2 separate regions of the Hordeum vulgare genome follow, and region 2 is linked to region 1. The links are chromatin contacts, called in public Hi-C maps. All regions are on one chromosome and are shown on one strand. The core of a region is the stretch at or near the end of the contact, and the rest is flanking DNA. Distances in the headings are between cores, read along the strand shown. Region 1 holds the start of LOC123424364. Region 2 holds the start of LOC123429115 (chalcone synthase 2).

Evidence for each region. Hi-C and Micro-C count contacts between places; a contact is called where the count stands out from the background.
Region 2: a Hi-C map of seedling shows a contact between it and region 1, with 5 times the contacts expected there. The contact joins the promoter of LOC123429115 here to the promoter of LOC123424364 in region 1. A contact is called at or near these places in 3 of 6 Hi-C or Micro-C datasets (leaf and seedling).

Annotation. Positions count from the first base shown.
Region 1 is chr2H:9,055,123-9,062,148 of MorexV3_pseudomolecules_assembly, forward strand. LOC123424364 reads right to left here and starts at 2,646. Exons shown (of 22, transcript XM_045107968.1): 1 at 1,538-2,646; 2 at 249-364. The coding sequence starts at 2,400.
Region 2 is chr2H:9,208,182-9,215,207 of MorexV3_pseudomolecules_assembly, forward strand. It overlaps LOC123429115 (chalcone synthase 2), which reads right to left and starts at 4,389. Exons shown (of 2, transcript XM_045113180.1): 1 at 4,049-4,389; 2 at 2,718-3,947. The coding sequence starts at 4,235. The coding sequence ends at 2,950.

The sequences.
Region 1 (7,026 bases), core at 1,396-3,895:
GCAAACTAGATTTGATTATCATTATTTTTTGAATGTCTAGTTAAAATTGTAAGAAAAATAAGGGCAGGCAAATTTAGTTGATTCAAAATTAATCATTTGTTCCCTAAACAATATTAGTAATCAGTAACAAATATACATTGCACTTTTAAGTGAAATAGTTTGGACGACTGTGCTCCCCTATGGGGAAACGCCAGAGGCAGGAGGGTTACAAAACAGCTACATAGAAACTAAGGCCAGAAAATACTCACCATGAGCTATAATTTCCAAATCTTGTTGAATGCTGTAAAATTTTAGGGATATCCTCCCACCACCTCCTCCGCCCCATCCATTACCACCACCAGCACTTATTGTACCATTTCCATATCTAGAATGTTAAACAATAAGGGAGTGTTGCATTTCATAGGTCAACGCAGAAAGCATAAAGTGCAAGGATGAGGTTTGCTACTTTGCTTCAGTAATAATCCTATGGGAAAATGTTTATGGATCTTGCAGCAATTAATAAAGTAAATGTGTGCATAGGATAATATAGAAATAACTAATCAGGTGTGCCAGGATAATCAAATACCAAGTCTACCAAATCAATTTGAAAGCCAAAGCAAGCTTATCTGCATTGCGCAACATCACTGCCATCTTTAGTAAGCAGAAGTACATGCTCACATGGATGCAGGTGAAAGGAGGTAGGTAAGGCAAGGAGCATTAAGGAAGGCAGAGGCAGCAACCATGGAGGAAGGAGGTAAGACTGGATGCATGCTCATAGGAGCAGATGCGTACAGAGTTGGTCATCATCAGAAGTGGGTTACAAAGAATAATGGGCTTCATATCAAAATTTGGACCAACAATGATCTAGTTCAGGTTTCAATGGGATTTTGGTTTTGTAAACATTTGAACCTAATGGTGGGCAGCTCAGATATTGTGGGTCATAACAGAGCTATGTATTGAATGTACCATTGGAGTCGCACTAGAGCATCATATCCAACACCGCTTACCATATCATGACTAATGCTGTTTCTCAATATTTCAAACTTTAATAAATGGTCATTGTTAAAGATCGTCTGCTTGGACAAGATAATGTGTGTACAGGGTAGCAGAAGAAAGGCAGCACATCAGACAGCAAGGCACTACTGATTTGGAACTCAAGCCAGCAACTGCACTCAAATTCTAGCATCGCGGTACAACCAGACTAAGTCATAGATACTCTTGATTCTTGTGTGCAATTCCTTGTTTTGCTTGAGAACGTAATTTCAACATGATCCTGAATAATGCAGATTCACCCAGTGTGTAACGAAGTGCAATGACATGGTAATTCCTAGAACACTAAAAATTGCTTAACTAGAAAAAACATCATAATGTTCACATGATGAAGACATGTAGCCAAATTGTGCATTTGTTTACCTACAGAATCATCTGAACTAGCTAATTCCCGTGGAATAATGTGAAATGATCAAATAGGGCTCGGATCCTTCTATCCTAAGGATTTCACATTGGTAACGTAAATCGTACTGAGAATAAGTAAAATGTCAAGAAATGCAGATCTTACAGCTTGAAAGCCATGATCATAATGCTTCCGCCGGACCCGCCGCCGCCTCTGAGACTGCCCACGCCTCCTTCAGCAAGCACAACTCCATCAACAGTCAAAATCTCACTCGCCCTGAGCAGGACACGGCCTCCGCCGTCCCCGCCAAGCTTCTCATTAGCAGACAAGCTCCCGCCCTTGCTACCATAGCTCCACGGATTGTCCAAGAACGCCCACGCATACACGTCACCGCCCCAGTTGGTGTCGTTGGAGACCTTACACGACGCGCCGCGCCCGCCGTGCCCGCCGCCGGCCCCCTCGAGGCTGTGCGGCGTGCCGGACGTCTGGGGCGGGGGCGCGCCGGCGAGGCCCGTGGTGTTGACGGCGGAGCCACGGCCCAGCGAGACGTTGGCGGCGTGCAGGCCGACGGAGCCGGCGACCAGCTGGGCGCGCTCGCCGACGGCGATGCTCCCCGAGACGTTGAACACGAGGTAGCAGCCGGGGACAGGGCAGGCGATCCTCACCCCGGCGCGTACCTCCACGCTGCCCGCGCCGTGCACGCAGACGTCGCCGGAGAGGGAGGCGCTGGCGGCGATGACGCAGACCGTGTCGAAGGACCCCGCGCCGCCCATCTCCTTGCAGGTCCGCGTGCTCGCCGCGCGGTCCCGGCACTGCAGCTCCCCCTGCGCCGCCTCCGGGTCCTCCGCGTACCCGCCGCCGACGACGACCCCGTACGGGAGCCGCGCGAGGCGGTCCTCCTCGGGCCGCACCGCCAGCGCCGACGCGGAGAAGCGGCCGCCAATCAGTCCTGCCGCCGCGACGAGCAGCGCGGCCCAGCGGGCGAGGCGCCTCGCCGTCGTCGCCGAGCGCTCCGGACCCCGAATCATGGCTCAGCAGCGCATACTGTACCGGAGCGGGCCGGGCGGGCAGGCAGCGCGTCCGATGCGCGGCGGGTGGCGGCGGCGGCGGCTGCGGAAGACGGATCTCGGGCGGGATCTGCAAACCCTAGCGGCGCCCGCGCGCGCGGGGGGACGGGGAGGGGGGCGGCGACGAAGGAGAGCGTGCTGCTCGGCGGGGGAAGCGCGTGCGCGAGGAGAGAGAAAGTAGAGAGAGAGGGAGTGGAGCTTAGAGAGAGAGAGGGAGAGGGGGGGTGGGCGAAGGTGGCCAGCTGGACTGTTTTGTCGGGTCATCGGCGTCATCAGTCCACCTCCACACACACACACTGACGGTTATTAACACCGCGCCGTCGTTTTCACTTCTTCCCCCTCTCTTCCTTCCACTCCTTTCATGTAGTAATTCTCAAACACACGACCCCCATGGGTTTGTATGAGGTCCTATGAAATTTCATAAATATCAACCGAATTATGTTCCATTTTCATGCCCCTAGGTTTCTCTCTGCCGCGTCGTCGACGGCGGGTCTTCTCGGCCCCTTCCCTCTCCTCCCTGCGTCCGCGTCATGCTTTCCTTGCCCCTCTTCCGTGGGATTTTGACCGCCGCCAGATCCGCTACTGGTCGTGGATGGGGAGTCACGGGTTGGCCATGGTCGTGGCAACATTGGTGGTGGGGAGGGGTCCGGATGGCCAGGGAGACGAACCTCCCTTGTTGGCGATCGTGTTGGGTTTGGGACGAACTTCGCTCGTTTTGAGTCTCTCACTAGGGCACTTTTTTGCGTATAGATATCAGCTAAAAGTATAAAAAAACGATGGGTACCATGAAACGATGTGAAAATATTAGCTAAACCCTATTTTCACTATATAATGAAAGAGCATGTATCTTTTCATAGAGATGATACCGTGCTTTTGTGCAGTGGTTAGCATGTGCGTAGATAGCGTTGTAAGTTCGAGCCGGCCAATTGTCCTTTATGTATCTCATTTCTCTCACTTCGTCATATTTCTCTTACACCACCACGTGGAACCCACATGTCAAGGATAGATTTATTCATCTAGCATGCTGTCAAGCGGGGCCCATAAATGTTGGCTAGGGGATTCCATGCAATTAAATACTTCCTTCATTCCATAATATAAAAGCGTTTTTTTACAATGATGTAAAAAACACTCATATATTATGGGACAGAGGGACTATAGTGTAGGGGTGTTTCCTCAAAAATAAACTCGTGCACGTCACTTCGGTCACTGAGAGTGGGCCATAGTCACGTTGACACGCCACGTAAATGCAGGATACTGATTAAGTGATCGTAATTGCACGAGAATGCAAGTTGGGTGACCACATATCTGTATTTTCAAAGTTTTAGCATCAAATTGGACATCGAGAGCAAGTTTTATGACTCCCGATGATATTACCTCAATTCTCAAAACACAATCCATGGTTTCTCTGAGATCCTACGAAATTTCATATATATTGGTCGATTTATGTTCCACTCCCATCCCCATAGGTTTCTCTCCCGTCGGCGACCGCCATCCCCATCCTCGCCGCCGTCGACGGCGGGTCTTTCTAGTCCCTTTTCCCTCCTCTCTCCGTCTCCCTCATGCTTTCCTTGTCCCTCTGCCGTGAGATTTTGACCGACACCAGATCCACTAGTGGTCATTGTTGGGGGGCCATGATAGCCATGGTGGTGGCAACATTGGTGGTGGGGAGGGGTATGTACGGCCAGTGAGGCGAACCTCCCTCGTTGGCGACCGCATTGGGTCCAGGGGGTGAGGGATCCCCTTCTAACTGCTGCAAAAAATGCAGGATTTTGTTGTCGTTCTCCACCGACGATGTTCGGGAGGGACGGAATGCAGAAAATGAAGGAGTTTGTGGCCGCAGTAGCATAGACGTGAGGAGGAGTGTTGGAATGTAATGTTCGGCACTCTCTCATAGCTCAGACTTTGGAGCAACTAGTTGAAGCATGAATTCAATAAAAAATTACTAAAGAACACAACAAGATGAATGCTTTATTGATAATATGTCTTAGGATGGTTGCTGGCTGGGATACACGATTACACGTATGGCTAACTTGGAGGTGGTTTTGTTGCGGTGATGGTGATGGCAGCGGCTAGGGTTGATGAATGACTTCTGATGCGGAGATGAAGTTCTGGTGGCTCTCCTATTGCGAATCTGACGAAGGCCCCTTTATAATAGTTGTATGGTTGGACAAGGAGGCATGGTGCATGATATGAGACTTGGTACGAGAAGCCGTCTTGGGCTATGTTGTGCCCGGTGCGCCTCCTACCTGATCTTTTTTATCTCCATTTTACTTCTTTTCATGTATATGCTTGATCTGGTCTATGTTTAATCCATATTTTGTGAAAACAAAATAAAAATAAAGAAATTTGAAATTATTTGCATTCATTAGTCATTAGTAACAATATTGGAGGAAGCATTTCATATTTTATAAAATAAACCGGTTTAAATAAGGTGTGATGAGTGTAAAAATAACACATCACCAGCGAGTACTTTATGGCAGGCCAGAGTGACGCTAGAGGACGGGTGGTGCGAATTCCCACCTTAGACCATATCACTGTGGCCATCGGAAGGTCGGCCATGGCGCGGGGCAGAAGTGTGTGCGGCCACTCCGCACCGACATGCCCCGACGTGCATAGTTATATCGCCTTGATGTATTCTTCAAACAAGACCCCACTCCGTCCTCGTAAAAAGCCGACGTTCTAGATGGTGTAACGGCAAGAATAAATGCTAACAGAGTTTCTCAAAACACAATTTACCTCGAAAGCATTTAAGAGAGAACCCAAACGCCCGATTTCGAATACCATGTAAAAATAAAAGGATTTCAAATTAATATTTTTTTCACAGGATCAAAGGAAGTGTATGAGAGGATTATATCCCTCCCATTCCAAAATTTAAGTCTCTCTCACATTCCAGGATTCGGTTCCAATGTTTTGCACGAAAAAGACGAGGAAAGCCGTGAGAAAAGAAAGATCCAATAATGGAAGTTATTAGTTAACTCGTAATTGATGGCACAAGTAGCTAGCTTATCCGCTTCTCCATACATATCCACATGGATTGCACAAAGGCAACAACACCACAAGAGGAAAAGTGAAGGGTTCCTTTCGTTTTATTTTGTGGACAACGACGTCCCAAATTTGCCTGCCTGCCTGCCGGTGTCATCCGTCGCAGGATAAACAACCGTTAAAGCCTTGCGTACGTGTGAATGTGTGTGCGTGCGTGTGTGTCACCGGCAATGGCCTCCGGTTGGTCTGCTGGTGCGATGATAACGACGTCCGTTTTGCCAATTGCTATTGCCATCCACATCAACAACATCCACCCGGAGCTTTCCGAATGCCCCTTTCCCTCGTCTCGTTGCCATCTTTGCCGCTTGGAACTTGGGCGCCGCTCGCCTGTTTCAGGCTGCTAATTTTCCTTTCATGGAAAACATCTGGCGATGGCAACATTTTTCGGCGCCCTCTCCTCGACGGGGCGTGTGTGGTCTCATGGGTGCCAGCCCGGCCGCCCTGTTCGATGGGCGTGTTGTAATGGTTTTTTATTTGGTTTTCCGTTAATTAACTCAACAACTTCTCTCTTCCTAACCAATAAGAATGGTAAATATTTTGCCTTGTTCAAGAAGGCATCTTTTTGGGTATAAACTCCATCTAATTTATTTCAAAAATAATGTATAAGACGACAGGGAATACTGGTAGACAACACTCTAGGTGTCGCGTCTAAAAAAACACCCTATAAGTGCTATGGAAATGAAATACGGAAAATTTATTACTTAGTTGTGATTGGGAGACAATAAGAAATAACAATTCATGTTTGATTTTTTTTTTCTAGACTAAAACTGCAATTGACGTGACATTTTAATCAGACACTCTACATTATTTTTTCTAGACTAAAATGATTTGTTATATATTTGTTGGGCGTGTTGTAACGGTTTTTGTCTGGTTTTTTTTACTTAATCAGACAACTCTCTTTTTCTTAATAAATGAAAATGATAAATCTTTTTCCTTATTTAGGAAGACATTTCTAGCTACAAACTCCATTTAATCTATTTCAAAAATAATGTATTAGTTAATAGGGCATACTTGTAGACAACACTGTAGGTGTCACGTCTACAAAAACACGCTATAGGTGCTATGGAAACAAAATACGAAGAAATATACTATAACACTATACTTCTTAATGGTATTGATTTTGACCTGGTCAACAATTTCTGAAAGCTCTCTCATTCCTTATTTTATTTATACCTTTATAACACTATATTTCTTAGTTTTAAGTAGTCCAAATTTAACTGAAGTCTTCAAGACTCCAATTAAAATGGGTCAACCGATTTTGATCGAACCATAATTTCTCAAAACTCACTCCTTCAATTCTTTAGACAAATACGCTATACTTCCTAATGGGTTTGGTTCACGATTTTGACCGAACCAACAATTTTTCAAATCAACAACAACTAGCCTATAAAAACATATCAATCATGCCCATGCAGCCGTCGACGTAATTTTTTTCCACATATATTAGGTTGGTTAACATATAATATAGAATCACACCACGAAAGGCCCATCAAATTACCGAATCTTCTATTTCTAAATAGCTACAACCCACTAGCTATTTTTTAC
Region 2 (7,026 bases), core at 3,139-5,638, 150 kb after region 1:
CATGGCTGCCCAATGCTCCGATTTACCGCCATACACCTATGCTTCCTGATGATCCAATCTGGAGTGCTTATTTAGAACTCCGCCACACGGGAATTCTTCTCGGTGGCCATCTCCATCAGGTTGAAGGCCACCATGATCACCCATGAGTAGTTTCCTTTGGACTACGGGTCCAGAGCAGTAGCTAGATGTTTTTATCTCCCTTTCTTCTCAATACAAAGATCACATGAGCTGCCCTACATGATTGTGATCCATGTGATGTAATATGGCAGTGTGTTTGCTCAGATATGACGAGCTGCCACTTTATGATGTGATTTTTTCCATGAATATATATTGTTTATTTGCTTCATAATTGTTTCTTTTGGTAATTTTGGGGTTTGATCTTAATGAGAGGATTCGTGTATGATAGTTGGGTTTAACCTTGCAAGTAATCTACCTCAGTGACAGAGAGTGGAAAAGGTTTGTATCGTGTTGTTGCCACTAGGGCTAAAAAGATGGCTGCATAGTTGTCCTTCGAACATAGGGTGAAGACAATATACCATCTAGTTCATGTCTTCATACTTATTGAATTACTTAATACTTCAAGAATCGTGCTAGATAGTGGTCTTGGATGTAGTATTAGTTATAGACGCATTTGGATAATGGTCCATAGATATTGAGACGTGATGCTCATATATAACTATGCCATGGATAGTCATAGTTATAGAAACTACAATTTAATCGATGCTCAATTGTTACTTTTTACCACACAACGTTCTCTTTTGGAGAGAAATCACTAGTGAATCAATAGATCCCAGTCCGATTCTATGCAGAAGCTGAATAGTGGATGTCATGGGAGCGTTGGAGGCTATGAGACATAAGATCAACTCTGAGTGACGCTGGACATGGGAGATTTTTTGTTTTCCCATAGGCTTGGAACGTGCGAAGAAGGCAGTTATAGCCCAACTCGGCGACATAGTGCAATTTTTTTTCTTCCAAAAGTGTCCTTTTATTTAAATTGACTAGATATAAGTTTCATGTTATTAACGCAAGGAAAAAACAGGGCCGGTTCTGAGTTTTCAGGGGCCCGGGGCGAAACTATAATCCAAGGGCCCCAAAATATAAACATCAAACTAATACAATTTTAACTTTGAAAATCTTTTGTCAACACAGACTTTGGTGCAAGTTTTAAGATTTATACTACAAACAAAATGTTCAATAGGGACCATTGATGTTTTCTATAAAAAAAGGGTATGAACATTACCGTCACTTTGATCCGTAAGCTCATAACACTAGTATTGTTTTTCTTTTACTTTGTTGCGGTCCTAATTAATTATATAACAAAACTAACCACGCCAATGTCCTAAGGTTTAATTATATTGCGTATTTTTGGCTTTCTTTTTGTATTCCGTTTATTGTTTTCTTCAAACTGGAAATAATTTCACTTTGCAAGAAGAAGCACTATCTACTACTCCCTGTGTATCTAAATAATTATAGTTAAAACTAAACTACTAGTTATTTTCAACTACTATTATTTAGATATAGAGGGAGCATTGACCAATTTAATTCGGCCAAGATGCAAAAAAAGTAAAATCTATGAAAGATTTGTTGTACCAAGAATTTTACATGGTAGTACCTTTTTACCTGGATGGGCAGATGTATGGCTCGTCCCCAAATCGAGCCATACATGAATTCTCCCTGTGCTCAAGGACTGAAGACAACACTCAAAACGACTAATGCTTTCACCTGTTCGGCTTGAACATGCACAATCTATGAGCTATGATCTTGCTACACTCGTACGCTGGCAAGGCTTCAAGGTGGTGTACTCTTTCGGCCCGCTGGAGGAAGCCTTGGATTGCCATACCCGCATATCTAGACGTGTGGTCCCTGATGGGCCGATGGTCTCGGGCACGTAGATGTGTACAATAGCTGTCGATTAAGGAAACTCTGGAAGACGGCGATGCGTAGTGGAAGGCATGTAATCAAGCGTCACCATTACAGTGGAGTTCTCGCTGCGCCTTACGATGTTCACCGAGCCTCGTTGGAGATCGTGAAATCAATTGACAACTACCACTATACGAGCCTGGAAAAAAGTATATACATAAATGTATGATTTGTCCTCTGTTGTAACATCTCAGATTTTGAGAGTTTACCTACGAGAATGTAACATCATTAGTTGAATTAACTACATATTATACCAAGCGGTCACCATCAAATAATCACAACTACAACATACTATCAGTGTAGCTGAATCTTAGACTTTTCAGCTCCTATTATGCTCGCTAGTGGACTGCGATAGCCTCTTAAAGTGCGATTGCTCGCAAGCTATATCTTATTGTTTCTTTGCCATCAAATATCTCACTGTTTGAGCCTATTTGTTGATTGTACGTCAAATGTAGAAAAGAAATGCCACCCAGGGTGTTTTCATAGCGGCCATCGTGGTATGACTAGGCCCACACACTTGTAGGTTTCCCAATGAATGCCCAACGCACCAGCCACTGCCTCTGATCATCAAATTAAATGCGAATAACCCGCCCTCCTCTCTGTGAAACAAGGGACGCTTCCACCTGTGTGCGTGCTTTGAACGATTTTTCTTCTTCATATTGACATACCTATATGGAGTCAGTAATTTTCTATGAGGAACAACTAAACTCAATCTCACTTGTTGCTGTTACTCAATAGTTTCTTGTTGAGGTCTATGCCATAGGGGTAGCCAAATTCGATAGTTATTGATTCCTAGGTTTCATAGTAAATCTAATTGGTTACTTTCATTTACGTAAATAAATAGTTCAAACGACCACGATCTCAACAACAAACATGGTATGCTTAGCACATATGATAAACGCAATGGCCTAGGCGGAGCATCAAAACACGCCAACACTTCTAGTACAAACCACATACCGTAGAATACAGTACAAAAAGCAGATTTTTCCACCACGAAGATAAATGGAGGACGAGCGATAATGCGCTCGCCTAGGCAGTGACGGGGACGCTATGGAGGACGACCGTCTCGACGGTGAGGCCGGGACCAAAGCCGAATAGAACTCCCCAGTCCATTCCCTCTCCGGTTGTGGTGTGCCCATCCTCAGCGGACCGTTTGCGCATTTCGTCCATGATGAAGAGAACGCATGCGCTTGACATGTTGCCATATTCGGAGAGGACATGCCTGGTGGCGCGCATCCGTTCCTTGTTGAGGTTTACCTTGGCCTCAACCATGTCAAGGATTGCTGGCCCGCCGGGGTGCGCTATCCAGAAGACGGAGTTCCAATCATCGATACCCAATGGCTTGAAGGCGTCCTCTAGGGCGCGCTCGATGTTCTTGGAGATGAGCCCAGGCACATCCTTGAGGAGGTGGAAGGTGAGGCCGACCTCCCGGAGGTGGCCGTCGATGGCACCCTCTGAGTCTGGCAGAATCGTCTGGCTCGCAGATACCAGCTGGAATAGGGGGCGCTCGACGGACACGTCGGGGTCTGCACCGATGATCACCGCGGCTGCACCATCACCAAAGAGCGCCTGACCCACGAGTGAGTCGAGGTGGGACTCGTGCGGGCCACGGAAGGTCACCGCGGTGATCTCCGAGCAGACCACGAGCACGCGCGCGCCTCGGTTGTTCTCAGCAAGGTCTTTGGCTAGGCGAAGCACCGTCCCGCCGGCGAAGCATCCCTGTTGATACATCATGAGGCGCTTCACGGACGGGCGAAGACCGAGCATCTTGGTCAGCTGGTAGTCGGCCCCCGGCATATCCACACCGGAGGTGGTGCAGAAGACGAGGTGGGTGATCTTAGACCGTGGCTGTCCCCACTCCTTGATCGCCTTTTGCGCCGCCGCCTTCCCGAGCTTCGGGACCTCGACAACCACAATATCCTGGCGCGCGTCCAGAGACGGCGCCATGTAGGCGCACATGTTGGGGTTTTCCTGTAGGATCTCCTCCGTTAGGTGCATGTACCTCTTCCTGATCTGCGATTTGTCACCTGAAATGAAGCATTGTTTGTTAGTTAGGTCGCTTGCCCATCCAAGAAAAGGCAAAAGTGACAGCCAAGAAGAATGGAATGGTATTCATCATTGGACTTACACATCCTCTTGAACTTCTCCTTGAGGTCGGCCATGTGGTCGCTCTTGGTGACCTTGAAGTAGTAGTCCGGGTAGTCGGCCTGATACACGCAGTTCGCCGGGGTCGCCGTGCCGATCGCCAGCACCGTGGCCGGCCCCTCCGCCCGCTGCGCCTTCCTCACCTCCTCCACCGTCATCGTCGCCGCCATTGAACTCTCAGTACGTACCAGCGGCCGACTAGGTTGGCTGCGAGATGGGGGATCCGTGTGACGTCTAAGTTTGCCGGAGGCAGCTGAATGAGTACAGATGGTGGTGTCGTGTGGTGTGGTGGTATGGATGTGGGGGACGGTATATGTAGGCGGGAAGGGTTGGTAGGGGAAGCTGGCCGCCGGGGGAAGGAGAAGGGGGTTAGTTCCGTTGGACGGGAGGATGGATGGCCACGAATGCGGAGGTAGGAGACGGGTGGCGCGTGCGACACGTCTTATACCATACCAACCAATCCGGCCAACTGGGAGTTAGTTGGGTCGCGTGGCTTTGGGCCTCCCCGGTTGCACGGACTCGTGTGCTTCATCTCCCAGCCACTTGCACGGATGGACTCGTACCGTCGTACGTGCTTGAACCTCTAGCTCTGCTATTACCAGGTAGGTAGGTAGGTAGTAGGGTGAAGATGTGGCCGGTAACATCACCACAAAACGACGATTGTTCGATATTTGCTCTACTCACTTTGGATGGGAATCTAAGTTTCGTATGGTGGTTTTAGGTCGTCGAACTAGCAAAGCATGTGATGTATGTCAACAAAACTAATTTTCTAGATTCATTTTTTTGGGGGTATTTTTTTTCTCTCTCGAGTCATTACCAAATGAACTTTCTAAACATATGTTTTTGTGACATATTATACATGTTTCTTTAATTAAATCGACGACCCAAATTCGCGTGCCCCATTTATATTCGTATATCGAAAAAGGCTTTCGCCCCGCCTTATAGATAAAGCAAACTAGCGAAGCACAACATCCGACAACAGTCATAACACCACACACATGCCGCACTGGAGGTAGCACACACAAGGTACAAAGGTTACGCTGTGGGCACAACACATCAACCCCAAACACTAGTAGAAAACAAGCCTTTCGTTTGACTCTTTAGTCCCGGTTTGGTTTTGAACCGGGACTAATATGACCATTAGTCTCGGTTCCAACGGCTAGGAGCCGTCGGTGGGCTCGGACATCGTTAGTTTCGGTTCAATTTAGACCTACTAAGCCTTAATCATTAGTAGGAACAATTTTCGCAGGCCTTTTCCATAAATTGCCACTTTGACAGATTGTACAAGACTTGAAACCATCTAATGCACACTAGGCTACCAATCTAAACTGGCCAAACATAAACAAAATAAATATGCTTCTCGATATCAAACATGAATCCTGAAGAACTATGAACATATAGAGTTAAACTCATCTGATAAACTACAACAGTGTAGATCATCTCACGTACCTATTGTATTGATCAACATATGTACATCTAGGGGAGATAATACAATATTGGTTATTTCCATGAACCGGTAGTCCAGGGGATGGACTACTCACAACTCATATTGGAGCATGTTGATCGAGGTTGATGACGATGGAGATGGATTTCCCCTTCGTGGAGTTTCAGATAAGGGCTGAAAATGAAGACCGTCTCGAAAACGCGATGTGGCAATGGCAAAAAAAAATGTTTGATATTTCTAAGGAGGAAAAGGTGTGTGGGGCTAGGCCCATAGGGTCCTTCACTTCTGCAAACTTCCAAAACCATTTTTAGGGCCTTTTCTTGGTACGTTCTTTAAAAACTAAAAGGCAAGAAAAATAGAAAGTGACACTAGACACTTAGTTAATAGGCTAGTCCAATAAAATCCACTTAAAATCATGCCCAAGTGTTTAAAAGTGTATAGCAATATAGATTGAACATGTAAAAATTGTCGACACATTTGACATGTAAAAGTTATGCACTCTAATCTCTCCAAAGTCAAGGGTCAATTGGTCAACCATGTTAATTGAGTGAGTGGGGTGTCTTGGATCGAGCATGTGAGCGAGGTGGTCGTGGCCTAACCACCACCCCTTGTTGGGCATCCATCAAAAGCTCTTTCTTCGCATACAAATAATAAATGTGAGGTGTCTTGTTGGGCCAGTAGCGCTAGTCAGAGCTCCTATAGCGGCAGCATCAAAAGCTCTTTCTTGGCATACAAATAATATAGTTTTTCTATACATCATAAATATTTTTATACACACACTTGAAAAAAAAACATTATTTACATATTGAAACATATATTTTTTGTGTCTACTCTTTATCCGTGCACATTGTGCATAATTTTTATCAAGGTTGAAAAAAGCGGTAGGCGTAAGCGGTTGGCCTGTGCTTAATGCCTAGGCATGCATAAGAGCCCAAGGCATAGCCTAGGCGATAATATGATTTCTACTATTAGGATGTATTTATGGTTATTATATGCGTATTATCTTAATTCAAAGCATATGTATAAGATAATTACGAGCTAATATGGCTCGTTTGACACGTTAGTGCAACATGGTGTGATTTCTCTCTCGGTAGAAAGTTTCTTGCATGTACTACCTAGGCTTTCACTTATGCCCTAGCGAGGCCATTGCCTAGCGCCTAGGCGTGCCTAAGCGCCTCCTAGGCACTGCCTTTTCCAATAGTGATTTTTATACATCAGTAACATTATTTATAGTCGTTCAACATTTCTAAAGTACATTGCTTTTATATTTTTATATATATTTATTCACACACATTGTAAAATCTCCACATGAATTTGAAATGTTTTTCTATACATGTTTCAATTTCATCAAATGCGTGATTTGTATTTAAATATTCTGTATGTAAAGTGATTTTAACAATACATATATGTAGTATATTCCAGAATATAAAAAAATGTAAAAAATAATAATTATAAAACAAAATAAAAGGTATTAGACAAAAGAGTGCTGAAGGCGTGTGCTTGCTGAGCGGGCCTAT